Linked DNA regions of Gossypium hirsutum: region 1 is linked to region 2. The links are chromatin contacts, called in public Hi-C maps. All regions are on one chromosome and are shown on one strand. Each heading gives the region's core, a stretch centred on a gene start, on an enhancer-like site or on the middle of the called end of the contact. The rest is flanking DNA. Distances are from core to core; before and after follow the strand shown. Region 1 holds the start of LOC107913261 (E3 ubiquitin-protein ligase MIEL1). Region 2 holds the start of LOC121220271 (classical arabinogalactan protein 26).

Region 1 (5,089 bases), core at 208-2,707, 490 kb before region 2:
TCAGTCGTCGTGTTTCTAGCATTGGTTTATGTTGGTTCTTGTTACATGTCTTCACCTCGTCGAGTGGTTGAAAGAACTTGTCAAGTCAATCGTTTTGATAAGAGAAATTTGTTTATTGGAAATATCTTAATTTTGATTAGAAAAATTTGTTTATTGGAAATATCTTGTCTAGCATCTCGTCTTAAATGATTAGCATGTGAATCTCGATCAATTTTCACATCACATTATTGGGATTTATTTAAAGTAATCTATCAAGAGAAGATCCTTCATAGTCCAAAGACATGTATTAAGGGTACACATAACAAATCTACTACATAACGTGGCAACGTTATGAGATTCACAAAAAAGCCCATATCTAAGAAAACAGAGAAGGATGGATACAAGACATACTTGTGAGACTATTACTTTTGTCGAAGTGCCTCCTCAACCCGTCCTCTATTGAATCAATTTTCAATTCTTTACATGACTAGTGGATGAACCGTCACTTATCAATTATCACTCAATTTACTTCTTTGTATCAACTCTTCTAATTATTTTCTTTCATTTTAAAAAGTATTTGTATATCATCCAAAATTAATGATATCCGTATTAAAAACATTCTTAATTTTATCATTTACATTTGAGTTATTATCTTCATTAACAAACAACAAATTTTATAAAATGTTAATGTTAAAACTTGATGAAAGGAGAAAAAGGACAACAGTCCACGGTGATTGTTAACAAGGAACAACCTTTATTAAAGGGATAATGTATATGGCCATTGAATTTGTTCATTATATCTAGTTGATTCCTAAATTTATATTCTTGTTAACTAAGTTGATATATCCACATTGACACTATTAATTTTGCTGGTATGGCACTATTATTCAATCTGATGGTGCCACGTGATGTTTTGAGAGGTTGCCACATGGCAAACATAAATTACAAAATATATTTATGTTTTCCATGTGGTGTTATGAGAAGTTGTCACGTGACATCATCGGATTGATTAGCAGAGTCACATTAGCACAAACTAACGGTGTTAATGCGAAGGTACTAACTTAGTTGATGGAATACAAATTCAATGCTAACTAAATCCAAAAAAAATTTAGAAACTAACTAAATATAAATAGACAAATTCAGATGTCAAATTATATATAATCTCTTTATTAAATGTATAAATGTCAAAATGAGTGAGAAGTTAACAACAGTCGACGGGGAAGGGGTGAAATAAGAAAACATTCAGTGACGATTGTTACGACGTAGGCTGAGGCTAATATCTACTGCTAGCAGTTAAACAAATCTTTTTTTGCAAACGTAAGATAAAAGTGAATTCCATTGGCATTCAAAAAAGGAAAAAAGAAAACATCAGTTTGATTTACAAGCCTAATAAGGCCGAGCAAACATGATTGACTTTGAAGGCCTAATAGGCCCAATTTATTTATATTTAAAAATTATTTAAAAGTTTTATAAAATCGATTAACTTTTTAATATACGACACGGGTAAATTTTATGTTTTTCTATGTTGTTCTTAATTTCCAGAAAGGGGAAAAAAAAACAGAAAGAAGAAGAGCAAAAGTCTCTATTTTGTTCTTTCTTTCTTCGTGTTCCTATTCTAACCAATGGCAGGGGACTCTGTAATTTCGCCTCAGAGAAGCAAAGATTTCGGAAAACACGAGCATGGGTATCTTCTCTTTGCTCTATATTCTTTTTTGTTTCCTTTGGGTTTCAATTTGTTAAATTCTTTTTTTTTGTTTGTTTTTCTTTCAGATGCGATCACTACAAGAGACGATGTAAAATCCTTGCTCCTTGCTGTAATAAGATCTTCCCTTGCCGTCATTGCCATAACGAGACCTCAGTACTCTCTCTCCCTTCTCTCGTTTCCCTTTCCCTTTTCATGTTCATTTACGTTTTTAAATTGCCTGCCTTGGTTAGATATATTTATTAATCTTATTGTTTTGGATTGTTTAAAATTTTTTTCTTTTAATAATTCATTTATTTATTTGTTTAATTTAGAACTCACTTAGCAACCCAAAAGATCATCACGACCTTGTCAGGCAGGATGTCAAGCAAGTATGTCTTATTTGACAAAATCACCTTTCATGTTGTACCTTAACATATAATTGTTATAATGGAGTGGAGTTGATGATGTGTCAGGTTATTTGTTCAATCTGCAATACCCAACAGGAGGTATGTCTCGTTGCATTTAATTCTGTGGTAGTAACTGTAAGTGTCTCAACTCTGAAAGTCCATTTTTCTAATGTCCAGGTTACTCAAGTCTGTTCCCATTGTGGGGTAAACATGGGAGAATATTTCTGCGACATTTGTAAATTCTATGATGATGATGTAAGATCATTGCATGTTTATGTTTACTTTTATTCCACTTAAAGAATCATGTTGAGTTTATGTTATGAATGTTGCAGATTACAAAGGGACAATTCCATTGTAATGATTGTGGAATTTGTAGGTTAGTTAGCATGTTGTGTCCGATTGCTTAAGTTTTTTACCTGTTATTGTAACTTGTTTCCGTCTTATATCTTGTCAACTTCTAGTCTGGTCTAATCTGTGGTTTACACAGGGTTGGTGGCCGTGATAAGTTCTTTCACTGCGAGAAATGTGGTAGGCAGTCTTATTACCATTCTTGCTCCTTAATTGATTTAGTTTTAGAGTTGGTTTCTTTTATAGTATTGTATGGAATTTCCTGTTATACTTGTTATGGGGCACAATATGCTATTCCTCTTTAAGCTGAAAAGAAACGGAAAAAGATGAAAAGGATAGCTGAATTATAAGTTATTGATATTCATGGTGGTTTGATCATATTAACCAGATGTGGTTCTTCTCTAATTTTTGTTTATTTCATAGGATTAACCTAAGAAAGCCAAAGGAAATAGCCAAAATCGTAATGATAGATAGCCCTTAAAATCCTTCTTTTCCCTACTGTTGTAATATTGCGGAGTGCAGCGAAGTATATTGGCTTTATCTGTTGTTTAGATGGCCGTGTTCCAGAGTGTTTATTGAGGCGTGTTGCAGTTCTATAGTCGTAGTGTCTCCTATTTTGTCCATTATCATTTTAAACATAGGGCTCAAAGAGATGACTCCTAAGACATCTGGGGTCCTTTCAATGAGTTTCTGACTCCATTAGATAGTTGCAGATTTAATGGTGTCCCAAGCTAGGTTACTTCAGACTCGTAAAATTCACTTAGTTTTAGATTTAAGCTGGAGTTTCATTTAAAGGCTAAAGAAAAAGGCATATTAGGGAACCTATCTCTGTACTTGTTTCTTGTAAACTTTAAATTCTCTTAGGTTTATGGTGAGTATCTCTAAGCATATAGTTGTGCAGTCTTCAAATTAATTTTATGATTCCAGTTTAACTACTCTTAGCATTAGCAGTATCTTCAGAGTTGTTTAAGTTCTTGTAGTCATTTTCCTGTATTGCTTTTTCCTTTATGATATTATCATTGGCACAGGTTCTTGCTATACGGTGGATCTGCGTGACAATCACTTTTGTGTGGAGAATTCCATGAAGTCTTACTGCCCCATCTGTTTTGAGGTTTCAGCTTTGAGAGTTTGACCATTTTCTTCACTTTTCTTGAAATTTCATAAGAATATGTTTTTCCAAGACATTTTTTTTCTGTGTCCAGTATCTTTTTGACTCAGTTAAAAGCACACGCATTATGAAATGTGGACATACAATGCATATGGAATGCTTTTCTCAGATGACTATGCAAAATCAGTAAATTCAAATTACATTGCTAATTGCTTAGTTATTTTAATTTTATTTTCTCAGAATGGTTAGAACATTAACTATTGGGTTTTTTTTTTTTTTTTTTTTTTTTTTTCCATTTCACAGTTATAGGTGTCCCATCTGCTGCAAGGCAGTACTTGATATGTCTGCCTTCTGGGAAGATCTGGATATGGATGTATAAACCTTCTTCTTTTGATCATCTTATTGCGCGTTAAGTTTCTACTAGACCTCAGCATATTGTGTGTCACTAATAATTGGTTCTTTTGTTGGATTTTTTTATGCCCTTTCCATGGACCTAATTTTTTATTTCAAGGATGTCTGATCTTTCTCTAAAGAACATATTAAAAAGATTTTGCTGTAGAAGTTAAGTACTACTTTCAGGATTAACCAACTATTTTACTGTTTTGATCATTTTTGTATGTCATTAATTGGTGATCTTTTTCTTTGTTTACAGATTGATGCTACTAGAATGCCTGCGGAGTATCAATTTGACGTAGTAAATTATTTAACTTTCTCTTTTAGTTTGCCTGCAGTATACATGCAATTAAAATTGTTGCAGCATATATGCAAACTTTTATAAGTTTTTGGTCTCATTCAGAAATCAGGTCTAGTTAGACAATTTCTGTGCCTCTCTAAAGCATCCATCTGTTTCCCAATGTTTGGTCGGGACATAGATGTGTTGTCATATAACACTTCCTTATTTCAAATAGCAGCCAGTCTTTCTTTTTCATGGATGTTAACAACCGAATCGATTAGGAAATATTCTTCATACTCATTTTTACCCTTTCCAAATGAACATAAAGCTAATAATTTAAGGGTCTACTTTAGCGGGCAAGTTTATGTTATGGTTTCTGGTGCTGTTCCTTCCTATGTTGCCTCTTTCAGGCTAATACTGAGCCACTGTTGCTCTATATGATATAATATCTTCTTCATCATACTTCTGTTGTTGAACATGGTCAAAACGATGTTCGGTTTTATGTTTGTACACTTTGTTGAATGTGGTTTGCATGCAGGTTTCAATCCTCTGCAATGACTGCAACAGTACAAGCACGGTCCAGTTTCACGTTCTTGGTCTTAAGTGCAGGCAATGCAATTCTTACAACACCCGCCGGATTACAGCGCCGGCCAACCATTGACATACATACTGAAGTTGTAATCGGTTCGTAATGCAACATTTGACACTCTTTTATGCAAAACTCTCTTACAAAAGGTCTTTGTTTAGTTACATCTATTTCGTTATTAATTTTTGACTACTGATGTAAGATCAGTTAATATAATTCTAAGGCAATTAAATTCAAGTACAAAAACCATAATAAAAAATAAACATATAATTCTAGAACTGGAAAAGAGAAGAATATATTAGCA
Region 2 (5,352 bases), core at 2,672-5,171:
TACAAATTAACCATTTTTGGCTTCACCTTTAGCTGTAAGGATTGGAAGTTTCTTTTTCCTTTTTGTGTCTGACATTTTCGACCGTTACTAAAAGTATTTATTAATTTGGAAGGCCATATTGTGATGACGCTGACATGTACGTCTGCGTCCTGCTCCAACCCCACCCCACCCTTCCAAATGACATATTTACATTTAAGTTCCATTTGATTTTTAGTTAGTCAAAATTTTGTTTTTCCACAGCAAAACACGTGTTGAAACTTAATTGGTCTAACAATGAAAAATTAAAAATATAGATATTCCAGAAAATGCGTATTTAATTCAAACAATGCCACTATATCAATGGACTGAGAAGTGAATTGAAAGCAAAGAGAGAAGAAGTCAAAAAAGGAACGCTCCCTCTCATTTTCCATCAACCTGAACAAAACCATCTCTCTTTTTTGGGTAAATCAATCCTCCTTCACTCCCTCTACATTTGTATTCTAATTGTATGTTACAGCTTTATGAAGTAGAAGGATATTCTGAAGTTCCAGTAATGGGAATTGATCATGTTTTCTACATTAGTTGCATAAATTCTGGAAGGCGCCACTAGATTGAAATTCCAGATTTCTTTCCATATAAATCCCTTTCTTTTTTCAGTTTTATTTGGCAGGTTTTACCATCTAAATTTCCCGCTTCTCGATCTCGTTTTTCATGCCTAATCTATTTCCTGTTTTGTCCCCCTTTTTTTTTAGCATAAATACACAGGGGACTAGCCCTGTTTCATATCATCTTCATTTCTCTTACTCTTTCATCTGTATATTAGCCTTTAGTTTCAGGTTTTAGAGTTTCCGTCCTTTGGTTCTTAAAACTCTTTTGTCATATTAAGGTAAAAGAGGAGAAGATGGTTCAAATGATGAACAAGATGGAGGAAAGTTCAAGATGGTGGTGGTTTGATAGTCACCACGACGGTTCAAAGCGCTCCCAATGGCTTCAATCCACTCTTTCTGGTAACACCCCTTTTCTCCTTTCTACTTTCTTCATCACTATCTTAGAGCTTTTCTTGGCATTTCTTGTTTCTTGACCGTTGGAGACATTGTGTATGCCTTTTTCTTTTCTTTCTCATGAACGTTTCAATTTTTTTAAATTGCTTTTTCTACAGTATGACTTTACAGATATGTAAAAATAGGACAAACAAAAACGAAATGATGAGAAGTCTCTGTTAACTTTTAACCTTGAGGTGAAGAACAAAAGATATTAATAATGGGATTGCAATGGTTTCTTGTGAATTGGATCTAGAAGAGCAAGGACTAGGGAAAAAGAAAAATAATTTTATGCTAATAGTATTATTTAACAAACATTACAAAGTAATCCTAATTAGTGTATTATTGACTGCGTAATGACTGGCTGGTGGGGCCTTATGATATACAGTAGGTTCCACCAGAAACCCTTTTCTTTTTATTTGTGAGACAAGGGTAGAGATTATTCAGGAACCTGAGATGTTATCTTAGTGTGAAAGACATTTTTTTTCTCTAGGAGCACAGAATGGGGTTGTATTGGACAACAACTATATGCTTACTATACAAATAAACCTTCTATTCCAAATTTTCAACACTAAAGCTAGAAGTGAATCTAGTTCTAGGATTCAGGATACAAGGTTTTTGAAATCAGAGACCTAACAAGCTGGTGGTCTTGGCAACAATATGGAATTGCTTGTCCTGGACTGTGGATTTTAACCTTGAGCCGAAGATTTGCTCATGGTGTTAGGGATGCAATGGCATGATGAGCTGGTGCTGGAATGGTTGACTTGTAGTTCCTGTTTTGTGTGTTAATATCTTAATCATCATGGCTTGCGTTTGGATGGATATTCAAATTTCTGTTTTCTGAGATCTTACAGGCTTTAGCATGTACATGTGGGTGGCCCTCAGTGTACAGGGACCCTGAAATTGAAGTCCCCCCAGACATTGTTAACTTTCTCACTTTTCCATATTTCCCACTAACTTCTAAGTGTAGCTTTGCAGCTCAAGTAATTAGTCTTCCAAAAACATTACTTTATGAGCTAATAATGAATTGGACCCCTTGCATCTCAGGTTAATTATAAATGGATCATTCTAGGGAACGGGTATAGATTTGGATAGGACCCTTTGCTCATATTTAATTTAGCAATTGATCCTTTCTCTTCTATATGTCTGCCATTGAGAGATCTTTGCTTGATTAAAAGACCAGAAAGGTTCTGTTGCCATGTTGTTTTACCAGGGTGAAACGTTAACATTGACCAACTCATTCAACTTCCTGGAATTATTTTCTTTTACCATTATTTGTTTGTTCTGTTTAATTGCTGAAGTTTGAATGGTTTTCTTTTAATGATAGAGCTGGACTCCAAGACCAAGGCAATGCTAAAATTGATTGAGGAAGATGCAGATTCCTTTGCAAAACGTGCAGAAATGTATTACAAGAAACGTCCCGAGTTGATTAGCTTGGTTGAAGATTTCTACCGATCCCATCGTTTACTCGCTGAGCGGTATGATCAAATTAAGTTGGACCCTGGAAATCGCCTTGTAACAACATTGGGATCCCCATTTTCTTCCATGAAGTACTGCCATTCAGAGAAGACGATCAACTTGATGGATAAACTCTATGATAGCAGCTCCGAGACCTTTGAATCTGAAGACTATGCTGAATCAGAAGTTGATGACCCTGAACATGATGAAACTGGGGAGGAAGTTAAGGATCCCAAGCAGGAAGACAAATACGAAGCAGGTTTAGTAACTAAAGAAGGCCATGTTGTGAAGGAAGATGAATCGTCAAAGGTGTTCGGCGATGAATTGATGAAGTTAAGGGAAGAAATAGAGAAACTGAAAGAAGAGAACAAGGTTCAGAATGCTCAATTAATTCAGAAAGATGAAGAGAAGAAAGAGGTGATTAGACAACTCAGTTATGCTGTCCAAGCGCTCAAGGATGAGAACATGGAGCTGAAGAAGAATATGGTTAAAAGACCATCCCCCAGTAAATGGAGTCCCTTTGAATTCAACAAAATAAAGGGAGGACTATTTGGGATGTTGTTGAATGGATCCCCATTGTCTCGTTCTACTATCATTGCCCTGTAGTTTTAGTTAGGTTGCATTAAGGTAAGTAGCATATACATATACATATAGGAAAAGAGAGCAGTTCAAATTAGGAACTTGGAAGAATTGTTATACATGTGTTACCTTCTGAGAAATTTTATCAGTGTTTGCTATTCTTTCGTTCAATTGTTTCATTTGTGTACTTGTTTTCCCTTGTTGCTATTTCTTTTTTTTGTTTTTCCTTATTGTAACAGAAGTTGAACTTAATGTAGTCTTTGTGCTAATAGTATAAGCACTCTTTTGTACCAAATCAGAGTTCATACTAATAATTTGTATTAAATATAATAGTCAACAATCATGATTAACAATATCAAAAATAAATATATAGAAAACATAAAAAGAAAAGAGTTAAGCTACAAGGAACAATGCCATCAGCAGAAATTCACACACCAGAAAGCTTCTGCAATATACTAAATACTAGCAAACCAAGAAACAATGTTGGTTTTAAAGCTCGAGCTGAAGTCGGATAAACCGAAGTGGATGACGGCAAAGGGCTGTTAGACGGTGAAAATGCGAAACCAGGAGCAGGGGCCACGATGTTATCCGGATTCGGGGGACTGGGGCTTGAAGGAATTGTGGGCATCGACGAATGAGTAGGAGAAGGTGCCACACCATTCGGAGTAGGGAACAAAGGCTCAATGTCAGGGGGTAAACTTGGAGAAGAAGCAAGAGGTGCACTTGGAAGGAATGCCGGTGCAGCTGATATAGTTGAGTATTGTACATGTAAATATTGCTGAGATGATGAAGATAAGGGTAGTGAAGAAAAATAAGCCATTAAAAACATGAACAAGTTTCCCCATGGTGACCAAAGGGAAGCCATTGAAAATGAAGATAAATCGGTATGAGTGGTCCAAGTAAGGCAAATTTGAATGCATGAATATATGAGAAGAATGGAGTTGCAGGTGTTTTTATGTGCAGATGAGGGAAGAAGTGTGGTGGTGAAAAAGAGAGTGGGTGCTGTAAGTCAAAAGATGGTTGATAACTTTAATGGTAAAATACAGCTCCATGGGTTGGCTACTAGACAATGTGGATAAGTTATTTTCTTCAAGGTCTACATCATGATATAGGGTTTCTTTTATCCTTTTCCTTTGATTTTTTTTCCTATGTTTCACCCGTGATCTTTTTTGAAATAGATAGCTAAAATTATAAGACAATGTTGAGTCTTATTTAAGTATGTGTGGAATCATGAATATGACAATGGAATCGAAAATTCTTATATTATTTGGTTGGTAAAATCTTGCTATTAGTCCTTTTAATTTACGAATTTTGTGAATTTTGTTCATTTTTAGTCCTTACCAAATAATAATTGTTAAATTCATTAAGTTATGTTATGTTATTTTCAAAATTTAATGCGTTAAACATATTATCATATGTGTAATGCCATGTCAAATGATTATTTTCAGATATTACTCACTAAAAATCCAGTTAAATGATTAATGGCTATTATTTACATTAAGATTGAAATTTCAATATTTGAAAAGTATAGTCTTAAAATGATCCAATTGGAGAATATGGACTAAATCTAGAATTGTGCACTTAATACAGAACTATTAATTGAATTGTTTGGGTCAAGACTAAAGTTTTGAAATTTGAAAAGTACAGAGACTAAAATTGGCCATTTCAAAAAGTACAAGAACTAAAACTGATCAAATTAAAATATAAAGATTAAATCCATAATTTTCACTAAATATAAGTATTAACAACCGAGTTTAACCTAATTGGTTTAAGTAACTAAAAATGCTATTATTTTTTGTTTCCTAAAGTTTATTTTGTGCTTAATAACTTGGAGGAACATATCAATGGGAGTAACTGGTTTCTATTTGGTTAAATTTGATGCTTAAATGGTTATAATTTTATGAACTAAGTATAACAACAAAAATTGATTGGTTGGGTGAGAATTAAACTATGCAAGGCCATGATTAGAATAATTGTTATATGATTTGTATGAAGGGGCTATTGTCTTGGAAAGAGAGAAAATCTTGAATTTATATTTTTTAAATTTTCAGTCCACTTTTTCTACAATAACATTTCATTATAACAATTAAGTTTTTAGTAGAATTGATTTTTTATGTTTTATTTTAATTTTTATAACAACTTTTTACTTGTAACAAAAATAATTGTAACACTCTTTACCTGACTCGATCGTCAGGTCCAGATAACAAGATATCACATTCGTTGCCAGAGCAATTACAATCAATTATATATTAAAATGATCATTCAAACATAAAAACATGCCATAAACACATTTACA

The links. Hi-C and Micro-C count contacts between places; a contact is called where the count stands out from the background.
Region 1: a contact with region 2 is called in a Hi-C map of leaf, with 2.4 times the contacts expected there. The contact joins the promoter of LOC107913261 here to the promoter of LOC121220271 in region 2. A contact is called at or near these places in 3 of 34 Hi-C or Micro-C datasets (hypocotyl and leaf).

What each region holds. Positions count from the first base shown.
Region 1 is chrD08:11,925,757-11,930,845 of Gossypium_hirsutum_v2.1, reverse strand. LOC107913261 (E3 ubiquitin-protein ligase MIEL1) reads left to right here and starts at 1,457. Exons shown (of 12, transcript XM_016841792.2): 1 at 1,457-1,663; 2 at 1,750-1,837; 3 at 1,996-2,052; 4 at 2,137-2,169; 5 at 2,248-2,325; 6 at 2,403-2,446; 7 at 2,558-2,598; 8 at 3,447-3,529; 9 at 3,621-3,712; 10 at 3,830-3,899; 11 at 4,179-4,220; 12 at 4,738-5,001. The coding sequence starts at 1,602. The coding sequence ends at 4,860.
Region 2 is chrD08:11,438,355-11,443,706 of Gossypium_hirsutum_v2.1, reverse strand. It overlaps LOC121220271 (classical arabinogalactan protein 26), which reads right to left and starts at 3,921. Exons shown (of 1, transcript XM_041099851.1): 1 at 3,344-3,921. The coding sequence starts at 3,921. The coding sequence ends at 3,484. It overlaps LOC121202909 (protein NETWORKED 3A), which reads left to right and starts at 129. Exons shown (of 3, transcript XM_041099850.1): 1 at 129-441; 2 at 866-986; 3 at 2,347-3,227. The coding sequence starts at 881. The coding sequence ends at 3,083.